Linked DNA regions of Mus musculus: region 2 is linked to region 1. A link is a contact called in public promoter capture Hi-C data. All regions are on one chromosome and are shown on one strand. Each heading gives the region's core, a stretch centred on a gene start, on an enhancer-like site or on the middle of the called end of the contact. The rest is flanking DNA. Distances are from core to core; before and after follow the strand shown.

Region 1 (4,285 bases), core at 78-2,577:
TGGGACCAGGATACCTGGGTATTGCCTGAAAATGACTTGGCTTGGTGAGGGGCTAAAGAGTCAGCCCCTCTCCTCTCCGCATTGAAGGGGCTTTGAAGCTCATGTCCAGGACTGGGAGGGATGCCTAATTGGGATAATGGAGGTTAATGGGGCGCCTGGAGGGGGTGGCCACGCTTCTAGATCAAAGAAGCCAGCTCTTCCCAACCACCACAGCTGGAGGTCACAGCTGGAGGGGGAGGGGCAGGGACTCAGAGCCAGCCAGCAGGGGGTGCTCTGGCCTCGGAATGCTTGTCCTCTGGCGTCTCAGGCTCCTTCTTCGATCTGCTTTTGCCCGAGAACGCTTATCCTGAGGTTCTGAGTCCTCTTTTTTGGGTGCTGGGGAAGAGGGAAAGGTCAACAGGATGTCAACTTCCTCAGGTTGTTGCAGGGTCCCAAAGCACTAGCTTTAGATCCAGTTTGGAGAAAGCCAAGGCTGGGAGGCTAAGTTTATAAGGGAGGCAGAGAAAGACCCGACTTGGCATTGGGGGTGTTGGCTAGGATGGAGGCCAAGGGGCACCAGCGCTTCCCCGCCATCGCCCCCCTCCCCGGGGTTGGCGCTCCCTCTCGGGCTCTAATCGGCGCGGCGGCCGCAGCGGGCAGAGTCAGCGCCGCCAGTCTCCGGGACGCGACTCCCAGCAATTGTGGTCGGGACCGCAGATATGCAGCTGCCTCCTGCCCGGGCGCCTGGCCCGGCCGGCCCCGCCTGCGCCCCGCCCCGCCCCCAGCCGGCCCGCCCCTTGCCTGCCAGCAGCACCGGGACACTGAGGCATGCAAGAGGTCCCAGGTGGCCAGCGTAAGCGGTGGAGATGCCCCAGCCCAGACCTCACTATGTTCATTGTCCCTCTGCCCGCTCTGTTTCTCAGCTTTAGCTGGAGGCTTATACTTTCACTGTACGCCTTGCTTCGAGCCTCCTCTTGGAAAAAGTCGAACAGTGCTTTGATGCTTTGAAATGCAGGGGAGGGGAGGGATGTCTGACTGAGATGGAGGAGGAGGGTGGAGATGGGCGCGATGGCGGACTCTCATTGACAAGGGCAGCGGGGAAAGTTTCTAAGTAGAGGAGAAAAGGACGGAATGGGAGAAGCAGGGGCGAGTGTCAAAGGGTAGGAAAATAGTTCTTTAGAGGCACCCCAGCCATTCAGGGGCTTCCTGCTAGAATGCTGAGAGAAAACGCTCAGATACTGCACTGGCCCCTTCCTCAATGCTGAGCAGAGCCACTGACTATCCAGAGCTATTCTCAGCACTGAACTTTAAAACCTGCATGCCTGCTCATTTTTCCTGTGAGGCTGGCTCTCCTTTCCACCCCGTACACTTTGACCTCTGGCTTGGTGTGATGACACCAATTGCCATCCTCATCTCCAGTTTTGTCCTCCAGCAACCTGTGATGAACTAACACGTATCATGTATGAAGCAAGTACTAAGCGGTGGATACTGTTTATAGTTAAGGGATAGAGGTGTAGTCCAGTGGTAGTTATAAGTGTAGTCTGGTAGTAGTTATAAGTGTAGTCTGGTAGTAGTTATAGGTGTAGTTTAGTTATATTATAGGTGTAGTCCAGTGGTAGTTATAGGTGTAGTTTAGTGGTAGAGCGCTTATGTAGTTTGTGTGAGACCCTGTGATTGATGTCTAGCATCGAGTGGGTGGTCCAGCATACATTTCTAATTTTTGTGGGTTTTAAAAAATTAGCCAGGCCGTAGTGGCCCATACCTTTAGCCCCAGAGCTCAAAGGCAGAGGCAGGAAGATCTCTGTGAGTTTGAAGCCAACCTGGTCTACAGAGTGAGTTCCAGGACAGCCAGGGCTCACAGTGAAACCCTTTCTCAAAAAACCAAATAAACCAAATTGCTTTTGAGTGTGTGTGTGTGTGTGTGTGTGTGTGTATGTGTGTGTGTGTCACAATGCATATGTGGTGGAGGTCAGGAGTCAGTGCTATCCTTTTACCTTGTAGGTCACAGGGATAGAATTCAGGTCCCCTGGCACGATGGCAGGTATCTTTACCCACTGAGCACTGTGCACAGTTTCAAATCATTATAACAACCTTGAGAGATGACTGTCTTGTTTCTCCTTTCTACAGAAGAGGAATCCTAGGTTAAACAGTTTGCCCAAGCTTGCACCATACTAAATGGCTGACAGACACAGAACTGTCGGGCTCTAAGACCCCCTTTCATGCTCATCTTTGCAGCCAGGGCTATCTTTTTAATATACAAACATTTCTATATGTTGTCCTGGGGATTAAGGTCACATACCTTGCATAGCTGATGAGACATTTCCCACCCCCACTTTCTCTCTCATGTTCTGGGGTGGAACTCCTGGGATCTATGCTTGTGAAACACTCTACCACTGTCTACAGAATCCAACCCCCACATCCCCTTTGTGTGTGTGGCAGAGCTTCACTAAATTGCCTATGCTGGCCGTGGGCTCTTGAGTAGCCCGCAGTCTCTGGAGTAGCTGGGAATACAGGCCCATTCCACGAGGCCTGGTTCAGCCTTCACCCTATGCTCCAGTCATATGCACAGAGGTGCTAACTCTTCTTACCCTGGAACAATGTGCATTTGCAATATTTCTATTTTGTTGTTGTTTTCTTGGAGGACGGAATGTCGGGATATAGCTGCCTGACCTGGAATTCACAATTCTCTTGCCTTTCTGCCTTCTGTCCCAATTGTCGTAATTGCCAGTGTGTTCAACCTCACCCCGCCAGACCAAGTCTTATTTTTATTGAGCCTTGAGCCTTCCTTCCTTCCTTCCTTCCTTCTTCCCTTCCTTCCTTCCTTCCTTCCTTCCTTCCTTCCTTCCTTCCTTCATACCTCCCTCGTCTCCTTCCATTTTCTTCCTTCTTTCCTCTGGTAGAATCTTACTATGTAGCTCTGGCTAGTTTTAAACTCATGGCACCGCACTCCCTCTACCTCAGCCTCCTAAGTGCTAGGACCACCTTCAGCTTTTTTGGTTTCTTTATATGGTTTTCTTCTAGCCTTCCACTACTGACTTAGATCAATTCTGTCTCCTGTAGCACACACTACTTGCTTTAATTAAAAGGCTTCCTCTTTTTGTTAGTTACAGGATAGTTTGTGAGGCACAGAACTGGATCAGTCATGTTTATGGTTGCAGACCTGTGTGCCTAGCTCTGTGTGCTCTGCATAAAGTAGGTGTTTGCTGAGTGAGTCAACTCTCTGTAGACTTACCCTATATCTCTCATATAGCTGTGATCCTAACAACTAGAGCAACTAGAGCAGGGCTCTGCCTATTCAGCATGTAGAAGATCCTGAGTTTAATCCCCTGACATGAGAGAGAGAGAGAGAGAGAGAGAGAGAGAGAGAGAGAGAGAGAGAGAGAGAGAGAGGAAGTTAGTTAAAGATTGGAATGTAGCAGCTGGACGCAGTGGCACATGCCTTTAATCCCAGCACTCGAGAGGCAGTGGCAGGCGGATTTCTGAGTTCGAGGCCAGCCTGGTCTACAAAGTGAGTTCCAGGACAGTCAGGGCTATACTGAGAAACCCTGACTCAAAACACCCCCCTCCAAAAAAAAAAAAAAGAGCAGTGTATGTTCATTATCACTGAGCCATCTCTCCAGTACTAAAGATGCTAATATATTTCATGTGACATATTTCGAGGCATACTTTTTCTCTGAAAATAAAATATGGAACACTTCATGAACTTGTATATTGTCCTCACACAGGGGCCATGTGGGTCTCTGTGTTGTTCCAAGTTTTAATACCTGTGCTGCAGAAGGGTTACCCAGGGCATTCCCCAGAGACTGAGAGGGTCTTTGTTCAATACTGGCCTGTGGAAACCCAACCAGGGTAGCATCACATGATCCCAGGGTACACACATGTTCCCAGGGTACACACATGTTCCCAGGGTACACACATGTTCATAGGGTAGCATCACATGTTCACAGGGTGCACACATGTTTTCAGGGTAGCATCACATGTTCACAGGGTGCACACATGTTCACAGGGTGCACACATGATCCCAGGGTGCACACATGTTCACAGGGTACACACATGTTCACAGGGTGCACACATGTTCACAGGGTACACACATGTTCCCAGGGTAGCATCACATGTTCACAGGGTACACACATGTTCCCAGGGTAGCATCACATGTTCACAGGGTACACACATGTTCTCCTGTTTCCAGCCTGGTCCTCTCTGTCCTTGCTTCTTCTCTCTCTTGTCATCGTTCTCTCTGATTCTGAGCTGTTTCCCCCAAATCTGCAGTTTCATTTCAGGGCTCAGATGTCAACCAAGGAAACTG
Region 2 (4,353 bases), core at 1,143-3,642, 94 kb before region 1:
CCACTGGTAATGGTTCTAAGTGAATTGCTTAAGTGCAAAAAGTTGTCCTTCAGCTGAGGAAGTTTTAAAAGGACTCAGTAACAGCTGGGCAAACTTTTAACTACAGTGAGGACAAATTCAACCTGCTTTCTACTGGACAGCAGTTAGAAGTGAACAGACTATATATGTAAATGTACTTAGTATAGAAATTTCTAAAATTTAGATATACTTATCTCAAAGGTTGATGAATGATAAATGATTTTGAAATGTTTTAGTTTAGATGTGTGGATAAGGGTACATTTCTGTATAATCTCAGCACTTTGGAAGTTTTGACAGGATTGTTTTAAGTTCAAGGCTACCTTGGACAACCTATTGAGAAACAAGTGCAGCTGCTAGAACTACACAGTGGGACAATCACAAAATAACAAGAAAAATAACTACACTCATGAGTCTCACAGAAAAAAGTATTCAAGATACACTTCACAACTTTGGGTTCCATGATCCTTTGAAATTTAATCCTGTACGTCTCAGTTCTTTGCTCCCATTCTTCCTCTAATCACTTGAGAAAATTCTCTTGTGCTTTTGTTTTAACTTTCACTATCACACAATTAAGTCTTTTTAGTCCCAAATTTTCTTCCAAATACAATAGAAAAAGTACTAAAATTTTACTTCATATTTGCTTTGATTGATGAAAGATTGCCAAGATGGCCCCTTTTTACTCATCCTCTGAAACAACTTTGAAATAACTACTTATGTAGACAAAGAATTTGGTTTTTGATATTTTTGTTTTTAATACTTTAACACCAAACACTGACAGTTCCAAGAGTCTCAAGCCCTGAAATTTCTCCAATAGCATGGCAAGTATTCATCCCTTCAAATCAGTATCAATGATTTCTCTCCTCCTACAACTAATTTTGTCCCTTCATAAAACCAGTCAGTTTTCACTTTGCCATAAACACACACAATACACATACTGTTGGGTTTTTTGTTTTGTTTTTTTGAGACAGGGCCTCACTATGTTGCCCAGTACTGAATGTAACTATTAACACCAGGCTGGCCTCCAAACTCTGAATCCCAAGTCCATACTTTAAGTATGTTTAAAGCACTTTAAAGTGACTGTCACACCACTCTATATAATGCAAACTATCTTCTGGTTACTTCAGGATGTAAGTGATTACATAAATGCATCCCTAAAGCACATCAGTTCCCTATTTCCAGAAAACAGTTAATTGCTGTCAAAAAAAAAAAAACCTCACAAATCAACATCTCATTTATGGAAAAACAATGCTTGTTCACTGAGTCTGCAAGATTAACACCCCCTCATACAGTATAAAACTGTTAGTTCCACTTCCCCACTGTTATATTAATCACCTTAGAAATACAGTTATACAAGTTCAAAAGGCAAAGAAACTGAAAACCTAGCTACAAATTCATTTCTTAAGTAAAGCACGAAGATGTATTTTTTTTAACTCCAAGTCATGTAAGTAATCTGAGAAACCTGTCAATTCCTCTCCTGAGTAGGTCAATCTAAGTGTACCCCATCCTGGGAATCCAGCTGTTAATCCTGCAGTCAATTACCCCTCTATAAATAGCTCGGTCTGGTTTATAGCGGCAGGCATTTTGTAATTTCAAAATTCGTTACCCGAGAGAACGTCAGAGTAACTCGGTAACAGGGAGTCCGCCTACCCTTTAACTCTGCAGCTCCCCACTCCCCTCCCCCGCCCGGGTCATCCAAGCATTTTCCACTTAAAAAAAAAAAGCCCCCCCCCTTTCCCTTGACTGGGAAAGGGGGTGAATAAACGGTTCGGTCAGGGGGGGGCGCTGCGACCCAGGGGGAGGGGCCGGACAAGCAGCGCCTCCTCGTGTGTCTGCGCCAGCGCCTGACCCCCGCGGGGAGCCGCGCTCACCCGCCCCGCCAGCAAGCCGGCCATCGCCTCCCCAACCCCCCTCAACCAACAAATCCACCGCCGCCCCCCCTGCCGCGCGCGCGCCCTCCCTGACTCCTGCGCAGCCGCCACCGGGAGGGAGGGGGGAGGGGGCAGGCTCTGCGCGAGGCCTACTAGGCCGCGCCGGAGCCAGGGCCTCGCGTGAATGCCCGGGCAGGCAGAGTGAAGTAGTAGACGCTCATGCGGGTCTACGAGAGGCCGAGGCTCCAGAATAGGGCCGGAGTCCGCCAAGAAGGATGTCACGAGTGGAAGAAGAAGCTATTGCCGGCGGCGGAGCAGAAGATTTTAAGCTTACCTGGAGGCGCGAGTCGACTGAGGGGAAAAGGGGAGCGGGCGGGAAGGGGAAGGGCGGGAGGCCGGGGGCGGAACAATAGGGGCGGGCGGGAAGGCGAGGGGGGCCCCGCTAGCGGGCGGAGGAGGGGGGGGTGAGGAGGAGGAAGGGGGAGAGAGACCCCGGGGCGGGTGGAGGGCGGCGGAGGGCGGGCGGGCGGGCGGAGGGCGGGCGGGCGGGAGAGGGCGCAGGCTGCGGCTGCTCCGGCTGCTGCCTCTGCTGGTCTGGGAGGGGGACGGGGCGGAGCGGGCCGCTTTCAACCCCGCGCACCCTTCGACCCCGGAAGCGCTAACCGCCCCGGGGGCCGGCGAGTCGACTGCGTCGTCCACACTTTCCCCACGCAATGCGGACCGCCTTCCCGGAGCCTAGAGCGGCTCCTTGGACAGCGTCGGCACCAGCGAGACGGCCAGTAACCAGCGGCGAGGTCTGAGATAGAGCGGCAGCGCAGAGGCGCGGAGGATACCAGTGGCCTCTAGCGGAAGAACTGGAAAGCTCAGGCCTAAATACGAAGAGGTGGCCAATGCTTTGGGATCAAGATAGGAGGGAGGGAAAGGAAAATAACAGTTGTCTAAAATAAAAAACGAATGGCCAGACTGAAAGTGTCAGGCAAACTGCTTACTCTAAAAATAATCCACTTTAGTGAGTGCAGAAGAAATGAAAACATCATTATTTTGCAGCCCAGATACTGAATCAGGCAATAATAATTATAATAAAGAATTAAAACGTAAAAGAATGTTCTTAAATCAGACGGTGGTGGTACCCAACTTGATTCCAACACTGGAAAGGCAGAGTCAGGAAGATCTCTGAGTTCGAGTCCACCCTGGTCTACAGAGTGAGTTCCAGGACAGACAGGGCTTTTTAGAAATCAAAAGAAAGAAAGAAAAGAAAAAAAAAAAGAAAGAAAGAAAAGTAACTTTAAAACTTCACTGTATTAGGACAACATTGATCATGTGAATATCTCACTATTATATAAGAAGTACTGTATAATCTAGAATTCCTGCCCAAATTGGTTAATCTTTTTATTAAGTCTAATTATCCATTTATAGGAACGAAAGAACAAGTTAAACATCAGTACAAGAAGGTACTCTGTGGCCAAGCACAGTGTGTGATACAAGCTGATACCATTGGGGAACTTAAGGATGACAAAGGTGAACCTCAGGCCACCTTGGACTGTAGAGCAACGCTGCTTTATTGTTGCCTGTTGCTCCTTAAAAAAAAAAAAAAAAAAAAAAAAAAAAGACATCTTGAAAACACAGAATTTTGTACACAACACAAGACAACTATCCTGGTGTCTTTAAAAAGGCAATAAACCTTTTTTTAAACGGTTTGTATGTGTGTATACAAACTGAGTGTGTGTGTGTGTGTACTTACACCACAGCAGGCAGGAAGAAGTCAAAGGAGGATTTTCAGGAGGAGTCAGTTTTCTCCTTCAACCAAGCGGGTCCTGAAGATCGGACTCAGGACATCAGGCGTGATGGCAAACGCCCTTTCCATCGCACTGGCTGTTAGGACTGGGACGATGTCTCAATAGTTCTCCAACTGTTCTCCCAGAGATTCAGTGTTCAATCACCAGTACCGACATAGGATCTCACAGTTCCATGGGATACAACACCCTCTTCTGGATTCCACAGGCACTTGCACACAAGTGGTGCACATATATACATGGCAGGTAAAACCCATACAAAATAAATAGGTACATCTGTAAGGAGTCCGAGGCACATGCAGGTAAAAGGCAGGCAGATCTTTTGAAGTCAGCCTGATCTACATGGCAAGTTTCAGGACACTGAGAGCTACATAGTGAGATTCACTCTCAAAAATCAAACAAAAACAACTTGTTCTTACAAAGGAGCCAAGTTCAGTTCCCTGTAGATGGGTTCACAATTCCCTGAAGATTCAACTCCAAAGATCTGATGCCCTCTTCTGGCTTGCTAGGGTGCTTACACCCTCGGGTGCACATAACTATCCTACAGATACACATATGCATAAATTTTGTTGTTGTTGTTGTTGTTGTTTCTTAAGACAGGGTTTCTATGGGGAGCCCTGGCTGTACTCACTCAAAGATCCAATTGCCTCTGCCTCCCAAATGCTGAGATCAAA

The links. Promoter capture Hi-C pulls out the DNA fragments that hold promoters and counts their contacts.
Region 2: a promoter capture Hi-C map of the HPC-7 cell line shows a contact between it and region 1. The contact joins the promoter of Pcbp2 here to the enhancer-like site in region 1. A contact is called at or near these places in 21 of 39 promoter capture datasets (the 3T3-L1 cell line, 3T3-L1-derived adipocytes, the C10 cell line and 13 more), 3 of 15 datasets of contacts at CTCF or cohesin (the NIH/3T3 cell line, embryonic stem cells and large pre-B cells), 10 of 484 Hi-C or Micro-C datasets (CD8 T cells, the N1E-115 cell line, the P5424 cell line and 3 more), 18 of 115 datasets of contacts at active chromatin or transcription factors (the HPC-7 cell line, bone marrow-derived macrophages, embryonic fibroblasts and 8 more) and 3 of 9 other capture datasets (adipose tissue, liver and pancreatic islet).

The regions. Positions count from the first base shown.
Region 1 is chr15:102,373,358-102,377,642 of GRCm38.p6, reverse strand. No RefSeq gene overlaps it. Among named protein-coding and RNA genes, the nearest start is that of Sp7, 9.2 kb to the right of the region's middle. Within about 2 kb of position 1,327, at least 222 of the 459 cell types and tissues checked have an H3K27ac peak or open chromatin away from gene starts, as enhancers often do. A contact at or near this core is called in 3T3-L1-derived adipocytes, CD8 T cells, the HPC-7 cell line and 12 more, where this site is marked.
Region 2 is chr15:102,468,671-102,473,023 of GRCm38.p6, reverse strand. Pcbp2 (poly(rC) binding protein 2) reads right to left here and starts at 2,392. Exons shown (of 15, transcript NM_001103165.1): 1 at 2,221-2,392. Gm36331 (a long non-coding RNA gene) reads left to right here and starts at 2,528. Exons shown (of 2, transcript XR_384469.3): 1 at 2,528-2,769; 2 at 3,303-3,583.